3 separate regions of the Mus musculus genome follow, and all the other regions are linked to region 2. A link is a contact called in public Hi-C and promoter capture Hi-C data. All regions are on one chromosome and are shown on one strand. The core of a region is the stretch at or near the end of the contact, and the rest is flanking DNA. Distances in the headings are between cores, read along the strand shown.

Region 1 (2,752 bases), core at 52-2,551, 440 kb before region 2:
CTCAGTGAGGAATAAGGGGCCTGTGAGCTGGTCATGGGGGAAGTAGACTGGGGAAAAAAATGCCTGTTCAAGGAGTCTCATGTGGTAGGCAAGGGCCTACTTTCCATCCTAAGTAGTTCCTGCAAACTAAACTAGACCCTCGGTGTGGAGAGATCAGGAGGCCAGGAAAGCCTAGGGAACCAGCCCTAAGCCAGCCAAAGGGCTGGGAGAGCAAAGATCCCTCCTCTCTGCAGTCCCTTTCTTTGAGTTTTGCAAGGTTGAAACACCTCTGAAGACCAGAGGCGGGAGGAAGGAGGTGTGGAGCCTGAGGGGAGCTCGGGCCAAGGCTGCAGCTCACCCCTCACTGCCTACCATCCACAGGCGTGCACACTCTCTCCTCTAATACTGATTGTTCTAGTCCATTATGTGTTGTAATTCTGGCCCCAAAGCCTCTTACAAACATTGGGTTTGTGGTAAATCTCCTTAACAGACAAGATTAGCAGGAGGGAGGTGCCATGTCAGAAAGGCCACCAGTTCCGCCCTCCCTCCCTGTCGCCTTTCCTTTTCCTTCCGCGTGTCAGGAAAGGAAAATGTCGGTCCAGTCTTCACCGGCAGACCGAGGATTTGCCTCGTGAGAGGGAAAAGGCAGGCGCAGCGCATGGTAGCAGGAGAGGACAGCCTCCATGGAAGGACCCAGCCACTCACTAAGCCACGTCCTGGCCCTTCAGGTAGCACGCGGAGCGCACGGACACACGTAGGGAACACGAGAGCAGGCAGGGCTCATAGACACTTGGGGCACGCGCAAAGCGTGGACACTCCGGGATGCACAAACACGCGGGGCGTGGACAACCGTATGGTTGAGCTGTCCCAGGTCCTTGACGCAGGGGCCCATAGCCAAAGGGGGTGGGGTCGGTCACTGGGGAGGGAAACTGAGGCGGGGAGGGGGGCGAGACCCGCCCCACGTAGCTGGCGAGGACCGGAAGACGCACGGCGGGCCCGCGGGCCCTGCGGCTGCGCACGGGCACACAGAACCCAGCGCCAGCTCCCATCCCCGCGCCCCTCACTCACCCAGGCGCCCCGGGAGCTGCCGGCCGCGGGCAGACGCGGGGGCGGGCAGAGCGCGAGGCAGCGGCGGCGGTAGCAGCAGCAGCAGCAAAAGCGGGAGCGGCGGCCCCATCCCCGCAGCCGGTTGGCGCTCAGTCCATGGCCGCGCGGGAGCAAGGACCGATAGGGACTTAGCGAGGCGGCGCCAGCTCCTTTCGCGGCGCTCTCAGCGCTCCTGCGGCGGCGCCGGCCGAGCTTCAGCACCGGACAGCGCCACCGGCCCCACCCCCGCCGCCGGCCCCGCCCATGACCACGCCCTCTGTCAGCCATGCACGTTCAGGCACGCCCACCTCGCGGGGGATAGGCAGGAGGTGCTCGCTCCCCTCCCGAGAAGCGGGTTCTATCCCCACAAGCTGTGGTCCCTTCTGCTTGGGATCTTCGAGGGTCACCCTGCAGTGTCCAGATCGGTTCGTGGAGAAAGGACACTTGGAAGTGTGGTTGTGCTGCTGAAACACCAAACTCCCTCTTATTCAGTGTTTAAACTCAACTGTCCGCAGTAAGTGGTGGCAGCTGTTGGGGTCTGCAGGCATAGATCCACTGGAAGCTGCATCTCGAAGGTAGGCCAAGAGAGGAAAACTTCAACTTTGTGCAGGGCCTGAATAGGAGGCTGATGGGGTGGGAGTTGCAGATGGAGTCCTCAAACAGAACAAAAGGAGTCAGAGTGACCGTGGAGTGTACCCCATGCGGCGTCGAGTCCGAATTTTAGACATGTTTACCTGGGGGCCTTCCATGCTCACAGTCCAGTCTATCCCTGGAATGGCCAGTGCTGAGGGACCAAGTGCAGATTCTCAGACCACTTTCCAAAAGACCCATAGACAAAGGCAGGATTCAATGGGGTGGTACCCCTGGCATCTGAAGACTGTGGGAGGTGTGTGTGTATATGTGAGTGGGTTTGTTTTGAATGTAACAGTCTCAACGTATGCATGCTTGCGTTTAAGGGAACAGCCCACTTCCTCCCTCAGGTCTCCCATAGAGCCAGTATCTTTCCATTTCGTGTCATTGTGTCACTGCTAGGAGTCCCAACCACCATCCTGAGTTTGCCCTCCCTTGCCTGGCCAGTCCTCTCACTTCCTTCCATCCCTCCCTTTAATGCCCCTTGCCACAAGGTCCCTTGGAGAAAGACTGCCTCTATTTGGTCTGACTGGGGCTTGGGGCAGCAGTGACGGAGCTATCTTTCAGTCCGGCCTATCTACAACTAACTAAACTAGGTGTTGGGCCTGAAGATTCTGACATCTATTCTCGCGCCTTTGTTGGGCCCCATCCTGATTTTGCCTTCCAAATCTTTTATCCCAGTCTCTCCTTCAGACCTTGTGCCCCCAACCTGGGGAAGTGAGAATGTACCTTAGTAGAAAAAGCCGTTACTCCAGAAGACCACCGCAACACTTCACAGCAACAGGGTCCCCTACAAAGGTGTTGCCTGTGGTCCTGAAAATGCCTGTCTGGTTAGGAAGAAGGATGGTAAGCCTCATATCACTTTGGCTCTGTTCACCATTTTCAGTAGCATTAGCAGTTAGAACACTACACCCCCAAACGGTGTAAGACCCTTAAGCAGACATCAATGACACCGATTCTCTTGCAAACTCCAAGAACTGCTTCAAGTGCCATCCTCAGCTCGTCTAGAATATCCTTGATCCCTGATGCCGAAACATGGATGAGCTCAGGGGTATAT
Region 2 (2,800 bases), core at 125-2,624:
CTCACTGCACCTCGAAGCTCAGGCTGTTGTCTAAGGAGTGGGCACAGAGGTCAATGTGTGCTAGATAATAAGCACACAGCAGTTGTGGACACAAGGTGCCAGGCCCAAGTGCAGGAAATCACTAAAGCTGAGGGTGGGGGTCACGAAAGGGGAAAAACTCAACCGAAAAACATTGTGGGAAGGTATCTGTGGCTTAGAAGGCGAAAGGAGGAGCGTACAAAAACCAAATCAAAAGACTTAAACAAACAACCAGCCTGGGTGTTGAAAGGGTGAACTGTTAAGAAGCAAAAGACGCAAAATTTCTACAAAATGGTATTCTGAGGATATCTCACATGTATGACAGCAAATGTGATTAAATGCGCAGACCTGCAAAAGACTGGACCTAACAATACTTCCTTGTCCTCACCCCTCCCTGAGGATTTGTGGGCAGTGAACAGTTGGTAAGTGGTTGAGAGATATTTTCTAGTGTCCTGTTGCCACTAATTATATGCCCGGGCTCCTGTAATTAATCCCTCGGTAAATAACCCTAACGAAGTTCCTTGGCTTACCAAACGATAGACTTTTGTCTATCCTAGAGCAGCTAGGAAAGAAGGGAGTTATCGTGGGAGAGGGACAGGAAAGAAACAATGGAGGATATGTTCAAAATACATATGCATGTGTGAAAATGCCATAATGAAACTCATTAGGATGTATAATTAATATATACTGATACAAAAACTTAAAGAAAGCCAACGATAAAGCGCCATTCATTAAATCTTTAGAAAAACGATGTCAAAAGCCATCTGATTGAAATACATCACGGTAACCCATCAGTTGATATTGATTGGGAATGGCACACAGAGTTGCAGGGTGGGGAAAGAGTTTCGGATCTGACCTATTTCTGGTACATCCACCAGGCGCAAGGGGGAAACGGGAAAACTCTGGGAGGCGAGCGGGAGCCCCGCTGCTGTCCCGCAGGAACCTCCGCCACGGAGACTGGATTATCTGATGCTCCTTCAGGCCATCTCCCGCAGTCTGCTGGCTGCAGACACAGAGGCCGCTGCAAGGCAAAGGCCTGGTAGCAAAATCAGTGTTTGCTCTGCTCCTCCCTTCCGGGGCACCCGAGGACGCCAGGTCCGTGCAGCCGCCCAACTCCGCCCTAGGCCGAGCCGACCAGGCCCGCCCGGCGCCCCCTCGGAGCGCAGACTCCCGCCTACTCAACCCTCCGCGCAGCCTCGCGACCATTGCTCACCATCTCCATGGCTCTCCTGCATCTCCAGCACCCGTGATTTCGTAAGGGCCACCGGGGCTTCCAAAAGCTGGAAAACACGCTCACATTTTCCAACACAAAGGTCGCGTACGGGATGTGGACTCGCGATATTGTCAAGGCTCTGTGAACTTGATTGGCGGGTTCTCAGCCAATACTTTTCCAGCAAAGTGACTGCCATCACTCCCGCCCCGCCCTCCTGATCTTGATTGACATCAGATAGCACCAACCCACGGCCGAATGAGGTCCGAAAGGCAAGTTCTAGGATGAACCTGTTTTTGAGGCGGGCTTCGACGGATTTAGTTTCCAGGGCGACCTGTGGCTTTTCCTTCTTCGTTATGCCTTGCGACTCATCACTTGTACTTGTGTAATCATATGGTCCACAAGTCAGGGAACATAACGACAATTAATTTTATATTTCCTAGACCATGTTTGGACTCGGATCTCCTTCCTGGGTTTTGAGATAGGAAGCATTCCCAAGTCAGCAGTGTCCAGTACAAATGAGAGGTTCAGTTTAAACTATTCTAGTGTTCATTTTAAGAAATTTAAAGAGCGGTGTGTGCTAGAGCACGCTTCATATCCGAGTGCTGAACAGGCATTAACATGTTCAGGGGCCAGTGAGGATGTACCCTTCCCTCATAATCAGCTTGAAAGGAGACCCTTCTTTCCCTGGTAGCACTAATTTTTTTAGAAAAGGAAGCATCAAACGGATGTTACAAATGGCTTGGGATATCAGGATTGTACCTAATATGATGCTAGTAGAAAAGGGAAAAATTCTTGTGTTATGCTTGCTTAAAGATTTTATTTCATATAATACAGTTTCTAATGTGACAGTTATCAAGGGCCCTTCAAGATTAATGACACTTGCTAATATATTAGTGGAGAATTTAGTAATTGATGATCCAATTATGGACTATGGCTAGAAGGATGGTTTAGAAGATAGAAAGGGTTGATGTCTTTGGTCCTAAATTCTCTTGTAATTATAATGGAAATATTAACTGCAGTAGGATGCTGCTTGCTTGCTTGTTTTCTTCCTTCCTTTCTTTTGTCAGTGACCTTTTAAATTTTTTTTAAGATTTGTTCTTATTTTGTTTATTCTTTATTCTTCTATCATATATTTTACATCCCCATGGTAGTCCTCCCCCCAACTTCCCTTCTCCCCCATATCCAACTAGCCTCCTCCCCTCAGGGAAGAGCAGACCTCCCAGGGACCAAACACTGCATACAAGCTACAATAAGACTTCACTCACATCAAGGCTGTATGAGGCAATCCAGTAGGATGGAAAGGGTCCCACAGGTAGACAACAGTATCAGTGACAACTCCTGTTCTCACTGTTAGGAATTCCACAAGAGACCAAGCTACTCAACAATAACTGATATGCAGAAGACCTAGGTCAGATCCCTACATGCTCTCTGATCTCTGAGAGCCTCGACGAGCTCCAGTCAGTTGATTCTGTGGGCCATGTTCCTGTGGTATCCCTGATCCCTCTGGTTCCTCCGATCCTTCTTCCTCTTCCTCCACCTCCTCCCACAGCTCAGCCTAATGTTAGTCTG
Region 3 (2,765 bases), core at 147-2,646, 420 kb before region 2:
GAATATATAGTGGTATATCTTAACATACCAAGGAAAGTCACGCTGGAAGCTGGCAGTGGTGAAGGGAGAAGCAATTGGCCTCCTCCACCCACTCCAGGACAGATGGCAGCACAAGCCACTCAGAAATCAGCAGTGAAGTTGAGGAAAGACATCCAGAGAGTTCAGGAAAAGAACCAACTGGCCCAGAAGCTAAAATTAAAACTAGGTAATATACTTTTCCTCATTTCTCTACAAATGCTGCTAGCATATCATAGGGCTGGAAAGGTTGAGGGAAAGGACATTCTCATATAATGCTGATGGATGGACAGAACTGCACCCTCATGATAATAGACAGACAGGAATCAGGCAACTAAACACCTCCAGAAATCCATTTACCAGACTGTCTACCTGGAATCCCAGCATTCAAAATGAGGCAGGACTGTAAGTTCAAGGCCAGCCTGAACTACACAGTGAGAGACCTGCCCAGGAAGAAAGTGAAGGGATGGGGTAGGGAGAGAAAAGGAGTGTGTGTGTGTGAGCTGGTGTTCCTATCTGGCAACCTCTTTTAGAGTATTCAAACATGAGGCTATGGGGGTGATTCTCATTCAAACTACCATAGAAACCACCAATTTAAGTAGACTGGGTATGTATGAGCACAGGGGAATACTAAAGACACATCAGGAAAACTAGGACTGAGAACTTAAGAAACACATCAGACAAAGAGAAGTATAACATCATCACCTGGACCACACAAAGAGAACACATAGATAGCATTGTGATAGACAACAGCAACCCAGCAACCTATCACATAACCACCTAATGTGTATACCTGGAACCCAGAGTACACCTGACTGTCCCAGAGCCTTGGCTCAGTCTTAACTGCTCATGAAGTCTACTTGAATTGCCATCCATCCACTTATCTATTTGTCTGTCTAGACATGCTCAGTATCAATCTGTTTTTCAGTGACTGTTCTTACAATTCAGTAAAGACGGGCAGATATTCACATGAAGTCACTAACATAAGACAGAGACCAGTGCTATGTTGTTCTGGGACGTGGGAGCCTGGGAGCAGCAGGACAGGGCTCCAGAATAAAAAGGAGTGAAAGGCTAACACTTTCAGAAACTCCCCAGAGCAAAGATACGCAAGGGACCGCCAAGGAACAGAAACAATGGTGAGACTGAACCAAGGCAGCATATAAAGAACTCAGACAACGCAGCAAGACATAAAGTGCCACTGTACGTAGACAATAGATCAGAGGTCAGAGTAGCCATTTCCCTGCAAAGGTGGGAAACAGCAAACATCAGGCAGTGCAAAGCCAAGGCACCTGAGTCACCGCCTACACCCAGAAGAGTGTATCACACAGTGTAAGCCAAATCCAGGAAGTAACCACCCCATAGCCATACCCATCAGCGTGCATTGGGCAGTGTAAACCACAACCAAGCGAGTCACTGCTCCACACCCAGCAGGATGCGTCAGGCACCAAGTCTTGAAGCAGCCACCCAGTCAGCAGAATGCACTGGAAAGTGCACACTACAGTCAGAGGGCATCCCCCAACACACACCTTTTTTTTCCTGTGTGGGTGTGGGGTGTGTTTTTTTTTAAAGCTCTAAGCAATGTAAACCAAAGCCCCAAGATGTCACCATCCCATTTAGCAGCATGCACATACCAACACATCCATTTTGAGGAGAATGTGAAGTAACTGATGGAATACAAAACTTTACCATCAGAATGAAAACAGTCTTGGGGACGTGGTGTGAAGTGGACGCTTCGGGTTTCTTTGGAAAGTCAGTTGTCCTGGGATGGTGTTTTGCCAGGGTAAACTCATGTAGGAACATCTCCCCAAAGCGGACACAAGTGAAAGGATATTTTGCTAAAGCAAGCACATGAAAGGACACGATGAGGGATTCTTCTCTAATGACATGCATGTATTAGTCTGCCTTACTTACACTGGGCTGTTGAGCTCCATTTGTCATGACTCCATAGAGAGAAATGCTCCAAAAAACTTCTGGTGGTGTGTTGGCAGCTTCTTGCCACTTCCTCCAACTCGGCAGATAGGCAGAGTGATTTCAGCTGATACAGACTCACAAGGTGAGGCAAAGCCATGGAGGCCACATGATGCTTGGAGGGAGTATAAATAGGACTGAATGGACACTGAGAGGGGCTTGCTGGCATAGCTAGCTCTGCAACACTGCTCTTGGTCTTGGCTGATCTTCACTTCATTGAACCACTGCAAAGAACTTATCCTGGCATCCCTGCTGGACCTAATCCCTCCTGCTGACTCGCCGATTTGGCTGAGGCCTGGCTGTCTCTGCTAGGTCGTGCCACGGCTACTGATTCCTGTTTGTTATCCTGACTCTACTGAACTAGACTGCTGGTATTATTTGTGAAGTATTTTCGAGTGGATCGAGCTGCTGCTGCTGAATCCTGTAAATTCTACTGATGATTCTTGACAACACAGATGGGATTTGCTCCAAAGAACAATTTCTAAACAGGTCCAGTTCCCCTGTATCCTAAATAACCTTTCTTTTCTACTACCACTGGTGGGTGGTGGGCTAGAAGGGAGGTTAAAGCATTTAAGAACCCTTATTAAAAGTAGGGTTGAGCCAGATGAGGTAGCGCACGCCTTTAATCCCAGCACTTGGGAGGCAGGGGCAGGAGGTTTCTGAGTTTGAGGCCAGCCTGGTCTACAGCTTGAGTTCCAGGACAGCCAGGGCTATACAGAGAAACCCTGTCTCGAAAAACCAAAAAAAAAAGTAGGGTTGAGAAAAATTAAAGCTACAATGGT

Evidence for each region. Promoter capture Hi-C pulls out the DNA fragments that hold promoters and counts their contacts. Hi-C and Micro-C count contacts between places; a contact is called where the count stands out from the background.
Region 1: a contact with region 2 is called in a promoter capture Hi-C map of hippocampal neurons, with 2.3 times the contacts expected there. The contact joins the promoter of Ptprn2 here to the promoter of Zfp386 in region 2. A contact is called at or near these places in 7 of 39 promoter capture datasets (cranial neural crest, embryonic stem cells, hematopoietic stem and progenitor cells and 4 more) and 1 of 484 Hi-C or Micro-C datasets (embryonic stem cells).
Region 3: a contact with region 2 is called in a Hi-C map of adipose-derived mesenchymal stem cells, with 1.7 times the contacts expected there. The contact joins the enhancer-like site here to the promoter of Zfp386 in region 2. A contact is called at or near these places in 3 of 39 promoter capture datasets (the 3T3-L1 cell line, cranial neural crest and embryonic stem cells), 2 of 484 Hi-C or Micro-C datasets (adipose-derived mesenchymal stem cells and bone marrow-derived macrophages), 1 of 115 datasets of contacts at active chromatin or transcription factors (bone marrow-derived macrophages) and 1 of 9 other capture datasets (macrophages).

What each region holds. Positions count from the first base shown.
Region 1 is chr12:116,484,269-116,487,020 of GRCm38.p6, reverse strand. It overlaps Ptprn2 (protein tyrosine phosphatase, receptor type, N polypeptide 2), which reads right to left and starts at 1,301. Exons shown (of 23, transcript NM_011215.2): 1 at 1,048-1,301. The coding sequence starts at 1,156.
Region 2 is chr12:116,046,298-116,049,097 of GRCm38.p6, reverse strand. Zfp386 (zinc finger protein 386 (Kruppel-like)) reads right to left here and starts at 1,374. Exons shown (of 3, transcript NM_019565.4): 1 at 1,232-1,374. The coding sequence starts at 1,240.
Region 3 is chr12:116,465,867-116,468,631 of GRCm38.p6, reverse strand. No RefSeq gene overlaps it. Among named protein-coding and RNA genes, the nearest start is that of Gm25112, 9.8 kb to the left of the region's middle. Within about 2 kb of position 1,396, at least 65 of the 459 cell types and tissues checked have an H3K27ac peak or open chromatin away from gene starts, as enhancers often do. A contact at or near this core is called in adipose-derived mesenchymal stem cells, where this site is marked.